Linked DNA regions of Mus musculus: regions 1 and 3 are each linked to region 2. Evidence: chromatin contacts called from public HiCAR-type and HiChIP or PLAC-seq data. All regions are on one chromosome and are shown on one strand. Each heading gives the region's core, a stretch centred on a gene start, on an enhancer-like site or on the middle of the called end of the contact. The rest is flanking DNA. Distances are from core to core; before and after follow the strand shown.

Region 1 (4,389 bases), core at 156-2,655, 960 kb after region 2:
TGGCCGACGAGATGGATGTGAATATCGGGCACGAAGTCGGCTATGTGATTCCTTTTGAGAACTGCTGCACCACTGAAACAATCCTGAGGTTGGTATGCAGACGCTGACTGCACCGCAGCACCACAGCCTAGGTGCCTCTTTCTTGGCTTGGGTTCTGCAATCCTCAGAGCGTTGGTCTGGCCTTCTGCATGTCAAGCACGCCTGGTGTAATGATGGCCCTCTCTAGCCTGACACACAACCCTCCCTTGTTTCCCCTCCCTGGTATCCTCCGTTGTCTCTTGTCTAAACTTCTGTGATTATAATCCTCACGGGGAAAATTACAACTTGTTAGTTTCACCCAAGACTTTCCATCTTGTACATAGAGAGCTGTGCCTCCTAGTGAGTCCAGAAGGGCGGTTAGAGGGGAGATGGGACATAGACCTCTTTAGAGTGCTTCCTTTTGACTAGGAGCATCGAGTTCCCAGGGGCAAGTCCAATTTTAGTCATCAGAATATCTCCGACCAGCAAAAGCAGCAGCCCCCACCGCCCTCACATTTACACATTCTCAGGCATCCCCAGAATTCCAAACGTAAACTGTCTACAGCTGGCAAAACCACGCCCCTCCTAGAGCACGAGAGCATCCTGGTTAGCTTCTAAAGCAGCCCATATCCCACACCTGGGATTAAAACAAACACACATACTCACATAAACACAGGTACTCACATAGACACACGTACTCACATAACGGGCTTCTTAAAGAAACAGACACCCTCACTCCACTCATCACTGCTCTTGTCCTGTCCGTCGTCGCTTCTCCTGGGGTTGGCCAGTTTTTTCTAGTCCCTCAGAACTCAGCGCAAGGGTCACCTGCACCAGGAGGGCTCCCCTGATCCTGTGGGCTGGGCTGTCTTTGAGGCCGCAGTACGTTATGGTATCAGGTGCTTGTGTTAGCTGTCTATCAGAGGCCTCCGAGGTGCTGGCTCCAGAGCAGGAGAGAGATGCAGAGAGGACTGAAGTGAAGAGCTAGAAAAGCAGCTTCTCACGGCCAGGGCTTCTCTGAGCAGTGTTCTGTCTCCCTCATAGATAGACAGTGCCTGTGCCTATCCGGCTCTGCAAGAAGTGGCCAAAGCAGCTTACAGCCAGAGGTGACCACCCGATGGCTTCAGGTGCCCTGGACACTGTCTTCCCCTCTAGGAGTTCAAGAGATCGGAATATACTGACCTCAGGGCCAGAATATCTGCATGCCCGTAGCCCACTCGTGTGCATGCTGGTGTGTGGCACTCATGTTGGTTAGCACTGCTTCAAAATTACAGGGCAGGGATGGCGTTCTGCACACTGCTCTCCCCGCGTCTGATATGCTTGTCCTGTGGAGGCTGTTCCCTGACTTGGTGGGAGGAGGACGGAGTACTGCCCTGGCCCAGGCTTTGAAGGCCGTCCAGAGCTCCCTTGTGACTCACTGTTAGAAGCAAGTGTCCAGCCATGGGGAATGTTTAGGCCAGGAATGCCTTGGCCTAATAAGGTTCTGCAGGGTGTTTTACCTCTGTAAAAATTCACAGTGCATGGAACTATTGGGTGTATATGTACTTGTAAACTACCACTAGATACAGGTCACATACAAAAGAAAAGCACCCCTTCCTTGCCTCGTAGGGCCTCACAAACCAGTTGGAAATTGGTTACACAGGACAAAAGAAACAAAGGGAGAGAGAGCGTGCTTAAGCTTAGCATTTTCAGTCACTATTTTTGACTTAGGAAGGGTGTTGACAAAAGTCTCATTCTGTAGCCAAGGCTGGTCCAAAGCTCTTAGTCCTCTTGCCTCACCCTCCCCACTGTCCCTCCATTTTTATTTTTCATTCTTTGAAGTGGCCTTTGAAATGTCTGTTTTAATTGTTTAATGGCTTCAACTAAGTTCTGCAATCAATACATCTAGACTTTGGAAAGAACTCTTAGATGTAACGGTTTTTATGTTGATGAATGTAGAATCATAGTTTAATAATAGTTTATTATTATTATTGAGAAAGTCATGAAAATATTTATCCTGGGATATACTATCATTGTAAGAGTGTAGCAGGACATACTTTTTAAACATTTGTATGTTTTGGACTTGACTGTAATAAGATTACGTTAAACTCTGGATTCTGTCAGGCCAGAGGAAGGACTGCGTTTCTGTGTTAAAGTGTTGACTCTGAGTGGGAGCCCTGGGGCTTGGGGTAAGCTGTCGCTCATGTAGACGGAATGTTCTGGCTGCTGCAGGTTCTAGTCTCCGCTGCTCAGACTGCCTTTCCCTCTCATCACTGTAAGACTGGTTAGCAGGACACGGGAAGGGTCTGGTCCTGAAGGTGGCCCAAAGATTCAAAAGCCCTTACAGTAAAATAAAGAAAACCCCTACTTTCCTCCCAGAATGCTATCTTCCTAGGATGCCTCGTGGCTATACAGCCAGTGGCTAGCAGGGACTCTGCATAGGTTCCCACCCAGAGCTCTCTATATTCAGGTCTCCTCATCCAGAAAACCAATGGCTGTTCAGAGGGGCACTGTAAGGAGTAAATGGCCAAGTAGGCAGGCCTGAAGCATAGTGTGGGTGGTGGCTAGTTTATGATTATAATTAAATGTAATTAAATCTTTAGAATTTTTACCAGAACCAGTTTGTTTTCCTGCAGAGGTGTGCTGGCTATGATTTTGAGTGCCCTCAGATTGAATGGCAATCTACACCACAGATGTTTCTTAATGGGCCAGGGCCTTACACATGCTGGGCTAGTGCTCTACCACTGAGCTGCTTTGCCAGCCCTCAGTGTGAATCTTTAAAGGTCACTACTAATTAGAGAAGCTAGTACTCTATATTCAGTTTTATCTTTTTTGTTTTCTTTGCAACACTACTGGGCATATCATAGATACCTGATAGAGGTAACATTGCCTGCCTGTCTGCCTTCCTTCCTTTTGCTTTTTAAATTATATTAAAAAACACAGTTTAGGGGCTGGTGAGATGGCTCAGCGGGTAAGAGTGCCGACTGCTCTTCCAAAGGTCCTGAGTTCAAATCCCAGCAACCACATGGTGGCTCACAACCATCCATAATAAAATCTGATGCCCTCTTCTGGAGTGTCTGAAGACAGCTACAGTGTATTTAATAAATAAATAAATAAATAAATAAATAAATAAATAAATAAATATTTTTTTAAAAAAACCCACACTTTAGCAGGCTGGAGAGATGGCTCAGAGGTTAAGAGCACTGACTGCTCTTCCAGAGGACCTGAGTTCAATTCCCAGCAACCACAGGTGGCTCACAACCATCTGTAATGAGATCTGATGCCCTCTTCTGGTGTTTCTGAAGACAGTAACAGTGTACTCGAATAATAAAATAAATAAATAAATCTTAAAAAAAAAAACAAAAAACAAAAAACAGTTTAGCCCCTTAAGCTTTTTTCTGGCCTTTCCAGATAGTAGACACCTAAATACTGCATACATGAAAGTGCTTTCTTCTCTATATTCCATAGTCTCTTGTGCATCAGGGCTCCCATGTAGTAGATCTCCTGTGCACTGGGGTCTCCTGTGCACTGGGTCTCCTATTCATCAGGTCTCCTGTGCAGTGGGTGTGGCTCTTAAACCTCTTCAGTTTTCATTAGGGTCAAACTCAGTATAAAACATTTCTTTAAAAAAAAGAGAGAGAGAGAGAAAATTTTCTGAAGATACAAATATTAATCCAACTTTTTAATATGTTATTCTTGAGAATATGTAAGTCTTGAGAATTTAAGGTGCTGTGTTACATTACCTATCACACTGACAGCATATCTATGTAGTTACCACGACAACATTTTTAAAGCATGGTTCACGTGGAATCTTAGTAATGTGAAACTGAGAAATGAACCTTGCCAGGCTTGGTGGAATACACTTTTAATCCCAGAACGCCATAGGCAGAGGTAGGTGGATCTCTGAGGCCAGGAGAGTCTACATAGTGAGCTCCAGCCCAGCCAGGGTTACAGGATGGGGTGGAGGGGAGGGAAGTCGTGGGGGAGTGGGGGGTTGTGGGAGAATTACATCATTGTGCTGAATTTAGCTGAGTTTTAAATAGGCCGCTGATCTCTCTCCTTTGAACCAAGGCTGGATATATTTACGTAATTCATGCCTCCTCCACTTTATAGGAAGCATGGCTGAGTGCTGACTAGATGGTTACTCTCAGCTGGGTTTTGCTGAAGAGGAACAAGGTTGTATTTGTGACATGAAAAGAGCTGACATGAACATAATTGGCTTTGAAATGGGGCAACGGTAGCTTAGTCTTTGTGTCCTAGTTAACCTTGGCAGAAGATGCCTGGAAAGCTAGATTTTTGGATGCATTTGTCTGCATCTTGCATGAAATGCAATACTATTGTACTCAGAAAAACTTCACTCTTAGGTTTGATCACTTAGGAATGATCCACAGT
Region 2 (4,173 bases), core at 369-2,868:
TACATAAACTACGTCACCGTGAGTTTACCTATTTCCCTACTGAAGGGCATCTAAGGTACTCGCTGTGGAGCTTTTCCGACTAAGACTATAATTCCATCTTTAACCTTTCGGAGAACTTGCTTTCAACCAATAGGAATTCAGCCTTGACCAGGGGAGTGAGCTTCTGGGAGAAGCTGCACACTGTAAAAGCATCTAGGAGCAACACTAAGCCCCCCAAAGCCCGAGGTTGCCCCCACCCATCCTGCAAACCAGAGAACAGCAATGGTGGCAGACAGTCTCTGGACAGAACTCTCTCATTCCCAGAGATGAATTTTGACTCTCTAGAGTTTGTTGAAATTCCTCCTGTGTAGTGTTGCATTCCTAAGCTTTGATAAAAAATAAAATTGAAGATTAAAAAACAATCAAGCCCTCTTTGAGATAAACAATAAAGTGGGGCACACAGGGGTGTTAATGAAGGAGCTGCACAGAGGCTGCAGAGCTCAGAGCAGTTCCCAGTCATTCCTCTTTCAGTAAGATGACTTGTCAACACGCCAAGTCCTCTGCCGCCTCCTTCCACCATGGGCAGGCTCCCTTCACACTATGGTCCCACTGTGCACCCAATGAGCAAGACAGGAGGCACATGCGTCCTCCACCTGAGAAACAAAGGGCCCCTCCACATCACCTCCATGAAGCAAATCCTCCCTCCTGCTACCTCCCTGTAAGGTTCCACTTCAAGGCAAGCAGGCCCCTCGCTCTAGCTGAGACCAGCACTGGGACTGGAAAGACCAACAGGAGCTCAACCGCAAGCCCCACCTCTGCTCCTTTGGTGCAGTTTCTCACTCTGTGAAACGGAGTGACAAGAGCCACCATAGCACCCGTGGGTGAGGATGAGATGTTGCCTAGGAGGTCGACCAGTCAGTGCCACTCCAAGCCTGTACTTGCTGAACAATACTGTCAGCTTAAGGAGGGAACAGGGGTGCCGGGAACGGGGCTCAGTATGCAAACATGAAGATCTGAGTCTGGATTCCCAGCACTTACAGAAAAGCCAGGCTTTGTAGAACACATCTGTAAACCTGAAACTGGGTGATGGAGACTGGCTCAGGGTTCAGTGAGAGACCCTGTCTCAAAACCCAAGATAGAAAGTGATCCAGGAAGATGTCAAATGCAACCTCGGCACTCTATCGGTATACATATGGGCACATATACCCACCCACACAGCATGAGAGAGAGAGAGAGAGAGAGAGAGAGAGAGAGAGAATGAATGAATTAGGAACTGTCTCCCCATAGCACAAAGGCAGGTGAATGTGACACTCCAGACGTCTGTATCCTCCATCCTCCTCCTGGTCCCTGCCCTACCCCAGGACCTCTCTTCCCTGTCACTATGGCCCAGATGAGGGTGTGCATGTCTAAGTAGGACTTATAGGACTATAAGAGGCAGCGCCTCCATGCATAAAGATCACTCTTAGAATCTAGAGGTCAGAACCAGAACAAGCCTCACTCTTCAGGGTTAATCCCAGGATTTCCTAAACTTTGGCTCAGGCAAGGGCGGCACTGCAGGGGGCGGGGGTGCAAGGCTGGGATATATTTGCATACTCGGATGCTAATGGCCCAGCAGCCCACACACTGCCCTCTTGTTCCCAGGCAGAATCAACACTGGGCACTGGCAGCTGGGGCTTGTCCCAGATGCTCTGCTGAGGAGAAGGGGGACAGCCTGCACTTCAGAGGGACCCATGCCAGCTTAGCCTGAGGGAGAAAGCCCAGGGCCTGGTGTGGTTGGACAAGGCACCTGTCTTTTCTGTCTGTTGTATATAAGGAATGAGGCCTAGGAGGAACACCTGCCTCCAGCACTGTGGAGAGAGGAGCCAGTGCCCAACCCTTGCCCCCAGAGGACACAAGACAAATCTTGCCTTAGCTAAACGCTTGATAAATTTGTCTTTCCTGGAGAGTACCCAAAAACACAGAGAAGACAGTGTGCAATAATTGGGAGTAGTGTTTGTGGTGGGCTGCCTGGACACAGAGGGCAAAGAAACACTCACAAACATTATGTAACAGGGACATTAAAGATGAACACAGAGAACTGAGCAACTGAGACCTGGGGAGAGTCCTATCGTGCCTACAGTGCTCTGCCCAGACAGACACTGGGACTGGTGCATGGTGACAAATGGCTGTAACCTCAGTGCTGAGGAGACAAAACCAGAGAGATCAGAGGTTCAAGACCAGCCTGAAAAAGTAAGCAAGACCCTGCCTACAAAGAGTGGCCTGCCAGGGACATCCCTTAGATGGCATTTTACAAAACACCCTGCCAGCCCATGATGGTGCTTATTTCTGGGACTGGCTACGTAGTAGAGCCCATCGCAAAATACCAGTGCAGTCTCTTATTTGACGATTGCTGTAAATTGAAAACAGGATGACTATAATTAAAAAGTTATAATACAAACATCTGAAGAAGCCAGAACCCTTTACAGATAGATTGCATACTGCAAAGAGGCTGCTGGGGAAGCCACCTGGACAGCTCTTCCAAAAATTAAGCATAGAATTACCATGGAACTGAGAATGGCAGCCTGCACCTGTCATCCTGGCACTCAAAAGGCTGAGGCAGGAGAATTGCTAGCATAGTCTATACAAGTACCAGACCACCCTGGGTAACCTACTGTGCAGCTTCCAAAGCCCAAAAAAAAAAGAATTGCCAAATGATTTCACTGACGTGGGCTTAACACTATGAACGGGCCGACCACCCACCAACTTGAAAGATCAAGAAAAGAAAGGTCTGTCAAAAAGGGAAAGCCTACATATATGGTACTACAGAGAGAAGTTCAAGATGTGACTACAAGGCCTTAAATTAAGTGTGGGAACTTTTGGATTCAGCTGTGATGTTCCACTAGATGGTCCACTAGAGGGAATCCAAAATTACTTAGCAGATAGGCAAGCCTGTGAAAAATTATTTAGATTCAGTTAACTTAAGCAAGAAAACCCACCCACTGTGGGAGATCCTGGACGTAATAAAAAAAAGAGAACACAAAATTAAGCAACAGTATCTATCTCCCTCTCCCTCTCCCTCTCCCTCCCTCTCTCCTTTCTGACTATAGACACAACCAGCCTCACACCCCTGCCACCAGGTATTCCCCACCATGATGGACTGTATTCCCTCACACTATAAGCCAAAATAAACGTTGCCTTAAGATGCTCTTGTTGACTATGTTGTTCCAGCATCAAGACAAGTAACAAACATGGAGGGCCCACAAGCAGGCACAGACCTCAGGCCCAAGGTACAGGCCCTGATTCCCCAGAAGGCCTCTATTTCCAGGACTCTGCAGCTGGCAAGGGCAGAGCTGTTGTGAGCCCTACAAGCAATGTTATATTTTAATAGTCGTTTCAATTGACTATAAAAATACAGCCTCACATAATAAAATTGCTTTTGCACTGTGGTAGAAATACTTAGCAAGAGATGAGAAATACTTAGCGAGAGGCTATAAAACCCTATTTGCTTGCTTATGGAGTAGCTGCTGAATAAGACGAAAGCTGGAGCAGATAAGCCAGGGCAGGCAGGCGAGAGCAAGACAGCAAAACGCACCGCAGCATGTCTGCCATGATGCTCAGCAGACAGGAGCGCTCAGGATTGTTTTCAATGATCTGAACAGAAAAGTGAGCATCTCTCCACTCCTGTTCCATCTGTAACTTTTAAAGCTCCATCAGACTGGACACAAGAAAACACATCCCCTTGCAGTTCCCTGTGGCTTCACACGGCCCTTCTTCACGGAGCTCTGAGTGGTACCAGGGCTGAGCACCGACAGCCACCATGGCACTAACGTTACTGGCAAGCTCTCCTCCACAAGATGTGTTGCAGAGAATTTCCCAGCCACAAAGGAGGACAACGGCACACTAATGAATGATAGAGGCCCAGGAGGCACTTGGAACAACAGACAAGGAAGTCTATCTGCACCACCATGTCCATGATCTACCAACACTAGCAGCACCACCAACATTGCCACTGTCACCAGCAATCATGTGACATCAGCACCAGCACCAGAACCCACTGTCATTACCAATCACACCGTGTCATCATGGTTCCCCAGTCATGTCAAATCAGCATCATGACCACAACACCACCAACCACAATGCATCCACACCATCACCCACCTCACTGCCACTGCACTGCCATGACCATTGCCCCCGCATCAGTAACGTCACACAGGC
Region 3 (3,989 bases), core at 400-2,899, 920 kb after region 2:
TATAGCTCTGGCTGTCCTGGAACTCACTTTGTAGACCAGGCTGGCCTTGAACTCAGAAATCTGCCTGCCTCTGCCTCCCGAGTGCTGGGATTAAAGGCCCGTGCCACCACACCTGGCTAAGGGTAATTATTTTACATCTGTATGTCAGCCACCATCTTACCAATGTTTGAAAACCATCTTTTAAAGGCTAAATCACACCCACCCATGAGCTGAGTCCTTGTTTCTCCAAGAGATCTGTGGGCAGCAGACTGGCCAGCCTTGGGAAGCTGGTCAGACAGCAGGACTGATAGCTAGACACTGGAGTTAGGGCCAAGCCAGGTTGGCACACACCCTGCTGACCTCAAATGTGGAGGAACCAGACCTACCTGTCTACCCAGCCTTTCCTGGTCTTTACTGTTGTCTCCTCGGTTAATCACACAGCTTGCTGCCAGCAGCCCCACCTTTGGAATCCAGCCCTGAACACACAGACCTCACTTCAGGGAAGGAAAGGACACTCTTCAGCTAGGAGCCTCTAAGCTTGCTGCCTCTCCACTAGGGCCATAGCAGGAGGAAAAACTGCTTCCCAAGGCTGGGCGGGCAGAGAGCATGGCAGAAACCAAATCCTTCAAGGGTCTACAAAGCCCAGTTGAAAATTCATATTTATTTTCCTTGCTAGGAAGAATTGAGTTTTTAATCTTCAGTACTGATATAGTTGAGAAGGAACACTTTGGGGGCTGGCACATAGCTCAGTGGCACAATCCGTTGCCCAGCATGAACCAGGTCCTGAGAGAAAAGAGAGAAAGCAAGGGAAGAAAGCATGTCTCTTCCGCGCATCACGTGGTAGTCTCTATCCAGCTCTCTGCCCTGTCCTTCTAAGTCAAGTGATGAGGTAAGTGCCTGTGCCTCACCTCCCTGTCTAGCAAGCCGAGCTTCTGACCTGGTGGGGGTCAGGCACAGAGATAACAAATGAGACCAAAAAGAACAGAAAAGAAGCAGAAACGAATGTGGGCAATGAAGGGGAAAAGGAACACAAATCTATAAGATAAATGTGGTCGCCCTGTATGACACTGGAAACCACCACACTCCCCAAAGTGGAGTTTGCTCTGATTAATTCCAGGAGGGCAGGAGGTATTGGGGAGAAGCAACCATTCTAAGGCTAAAGTGATGCAGAGATTCCAGCTAGCTGCTGCCCTGTGAAAGAGGACAGGTCTGCCCCAATAACACCCACAAGCTCTGCGCTGTCAGACTTCCGGGCCTGGGCTTCCTGACTCAAATCTGATTCTATTTATTCTCTTCTGGATCTTGTTCTGCTAACTCTTCTGGCATGGCATGCACAGTCATCATAGGCCAGGCCCGGCGGCAGGCACCAGGCACAGCTCTGTTCATCCACAGGGATCCCAAAGGGAAGGTCTGTCTCTCCTCTTACCCACCTATCCCAACTGGAGAGAGGCAGGGGCTGACACTCAGTCAGGATTCCTGATTCCTGTGCCCCTCTGTGACTTGCCAACTGTGCTGCTGGCATCATTGCGATGTAATGATTAATCTGCTCTATCTAAAATTAACTCAAAGTAAACAGATGCCAGCTGAAGTGGGGCAGAGTGTCATCACAAGAGACACATTTAGCAGGAAAGAGCTGTGGCAAGCCAGCCTGACTCATACTGACAGGGCTGTAAGGAGAGCTCACAGGGCACCAAGCCTTGGGACAGTCCCAGCTCTTGGCAGGCCACTGGAGGATGGAGTTTAGGTGTCAGAGAAGAGAAACCTTTGAATCAGACGTTTGTAATCATCAAAGAGTAGCAAGTCATTGACACAGCTCTGGGATCATGGGGCGGGAAGCAACAACCCTTCCTCAGCACCTGTCTGTCTGCTTGTTCTTTCCCTTCCCAAGAATCAAACAGACAAATTGTAACTGGGCTCATTGCCAGTGAGTCACTGTCTTGTATTCCCAAGACACGGGAGTCATTACTTTTTTTTTTTTTTTTTTTTTTTTTTTTTTTTTTGGTGTTTTCGAGACAGGGTTTCTCTGTATATCCCTGGCTGTCCTGGAACTCACTCTGTAGACCAGACTGGCCTCGAGCTCAGCAATCTGCCTACCTCTGCCTCCCAAGTGCTGGAATTAAAGGCGTGTGCCACCACTGCCTGGTGAATCATTACATTTTGTGCTTTCTGAAACATTGGGGGTTTTGAGGAGACAGAGTGTAAGTGGATAGCTGACTTCCCAAGGTTTGTGATTACAGACATGTGGCACCTCACTTAAAGCTCTTTAGAAGCTTTTTAGGGGGTCCAAGTGGCTGGCTAGCACTGGCTCACACTGAAGTCACAGCATGTTAGATAGAAGCAGCAGGCCAACCAGATGTTTATCTCATTAGTGTCTTCACACCACATCAATTTAGATTTCCAACAGCCAGACGTCTCACAGAAGGCAAGAAGTTCAGGTTGCCAATGATTTCAGTTAGTACTATGGGAAGAGACAGTTAATATGATACAATACCTACAGTACCCAGCAAATGCCTTTAATCTCAAACTCAGAGACAGGCAGGTCTCTTGGGAGACCTAGACTAGCCTGATCTACATCTGGAAGGCCAGACCAGCCAAAGGTACATAGTGAGAATCATCTTTAAAAAGAAAAAAAGATTATCTTAATGAGTTAGCAACTTATGGTAATGCTGGTCCCCAAGCTAAGGGAAGGAGCGTGGTGATCTGGGTTCATCGCTCCTTCCCCCCTCCCCCCCCCCAACACGTTTGTGGCACAGGTATTAGTCCTTTAAAATGGCAGAACCAACAGGCTTTATCCCATGTGCAAATAATTTTCACCAGTGGCATCCCAAAGCGGAAGTTCTACTTGACCTCCGTGAGAAAGATCTCTGGTAACCCCAAGACGGGGTGAGGTGGGGGTGGGGCAGGATGCTGTGTGATTGCTGATTCTGTTTTACCTTCAGTCAGCCAACCCGCATAGTGATCAGGACACTGACAGCAGCCCAGTCCTCAGTCTCTGCAGACTGACAATGTGGGACTCAGGTCCAAAGCTAAGGAGACCTTTTCATAAGCAGACCTTGATAGAGCATGTTTGATACCACATTTCTTGTCTGCTGACAGGTGCTGTTGGGGATTGTGTTTTCTTTTCTCATCATATAGACAGCCTGCAGTATGAGGTGTTGGAGGGAAATGAAGATAAATGCTGTGGACAAGAGCAGAATCAAGGACCCACTCCTAACTCTGAAGGATGGTTTAAAACAAGTTACGGATGGGAAAACTTATTAGAATTTGACACCATCAAAATAGCAAAAATCCAAATAGCCACTGTGTTCAAGTGGCTGTGGGGAGAGGGGAGCTCACACTTGTTGCTGCTTAGAGTGACAATGGTTGTGACCCCCACAGACCACTGCTGGAGTTGGGATGGACCATGTCCCCCTAACAGCCTATGTGTTGAAGGCTTGGTCCTCAGCAAGCAAATGCAGGTTAGGAGGAGGGGCCTATGGGAGAGTCTTAGACCATTCTCGGTTTGTCTGTGAGGAGACCGTGGGGCCCCAGACTTCCCTCTTCCTTTGCTATTTCTTGGTCATGGGGTAAACAGTCCATGCCACTCTGCACTCCCCGCTGTTGCCATCTGGGGGTCCCATGAGGACCAAAAGCAGTGGCTCAAGTCCTTCTTAAATTGAACTTCCAGAGCAGAAGCAGTAACCTCCTCCTCCACGCTGGTCTCCCAGGTGTCGTAGAATGGAAAGCTGCTTTAAGAAGAATGAGAAGAATGATTCAGGGCTGGAGAGATGGCTCAGTGGTTAGAAAACCTGGTGAGGACCCAGGTTCAATTCCCAGCACCCACATGGTGACTCACAATTATCCCTAACTCCAATTCCAGGGAATCTGACGCCCTCTTCTGATGACTGTGGGAGCACATGTGGTGCACAGAAAGAGATACATGCAGGCAAATTTTTCATACACATAAACCTAAAAAGAAAAAGTTTTTTAAAAAGAACAATTTAATTATTACAAAACTAGCTTCAAGTACT

The links. HiCAR-type assays count read pairs that join an accessible place to other places. HiChIP or PLAC-seq counts read pairs in DNA pulled down with a chosen protein or histone mark.
Region 1: a HiCAR-type map of astrocytes shows a contact between it and region 2, with 3 times the contacts expected there. The contact joins two enhancer-like sites.
Region 3: an H3K27ac HiChIP or PLAC-seq map of VIP interneurons shows a contact between it and region 2, with 8 times the contacts expected there. The contact joins two enhancer-like sites. A contact is called at or near these places in 2 of 39 promoter capture datasets (embryonic stem cells and neural stem cells), 2 of 115 datasets of contacts at active chromatin or transcription factors (VIP interneurons and embryonic stem cells) and 1 of 9 other capture datasets (liver).

Annotation. Positions count from the first base shown.
Region 1 is chr7:133,744,542-133,748,930 of GRCm38.p6, reverse strand. It overlaps Dhx32 (DEAH (Asp-Glu-Ala-His) box polypeptide 32), which reads left to right. Exons shown (of 12, transcript NM_133941.2): 3 at 1-88. Among named protein-coding and RNA genes, the nearest start is that of Dhx32, 30 kb to the left of the region's middle. Within about 2 kb of position 1,405, at least 29 of the 459 cell types and tissues checked have an H3K27ac peak or open chromatin away from gene starts, as enhancers often do. A contact at or near this core is called in astrocytes, where this site is marked.
Region 2 is chr7:134,706,851-134,711,023 of GRCm38.p6, reverse strand. The region is part of intron 1 of Dock1 (dedicator of cytokinesis 1); the gene reads right to left. Among named protein-coding and RNA genes, the nearest start is that of Dock1, 38 kb to the right of the region's middle. Within about 2 kb of position 1,618, at least 37 of the 459 cell types and tissues checked have an H3K27ac peak or open chromatin away from gene starts, as enhancers often do. A contact at or near this core is called in VIP interneurons, astrocytes and neural stem cells, where this site is marked.
Region 3 is chr7:133,791,336-133,795,324 of GRCm38.p6, reverse strand. The region is part of intron 1 of Fank1 (fibronectin type 3 and ankyrin repeat domains 1); the gene reads right to left. Among named protein-coding and RNA genes, the nearest start is that of Fank1, 16 kb to the right of the region's middle. Within about 2 kb of position 1,649, at least 132 of the 459 cell types and tissues checked have an H3K27ac peak or open chromatin away from gene starts, as enhancers often do. A contact at or near this core is called in VIP interneurons and neural stem cells, where this site is marked.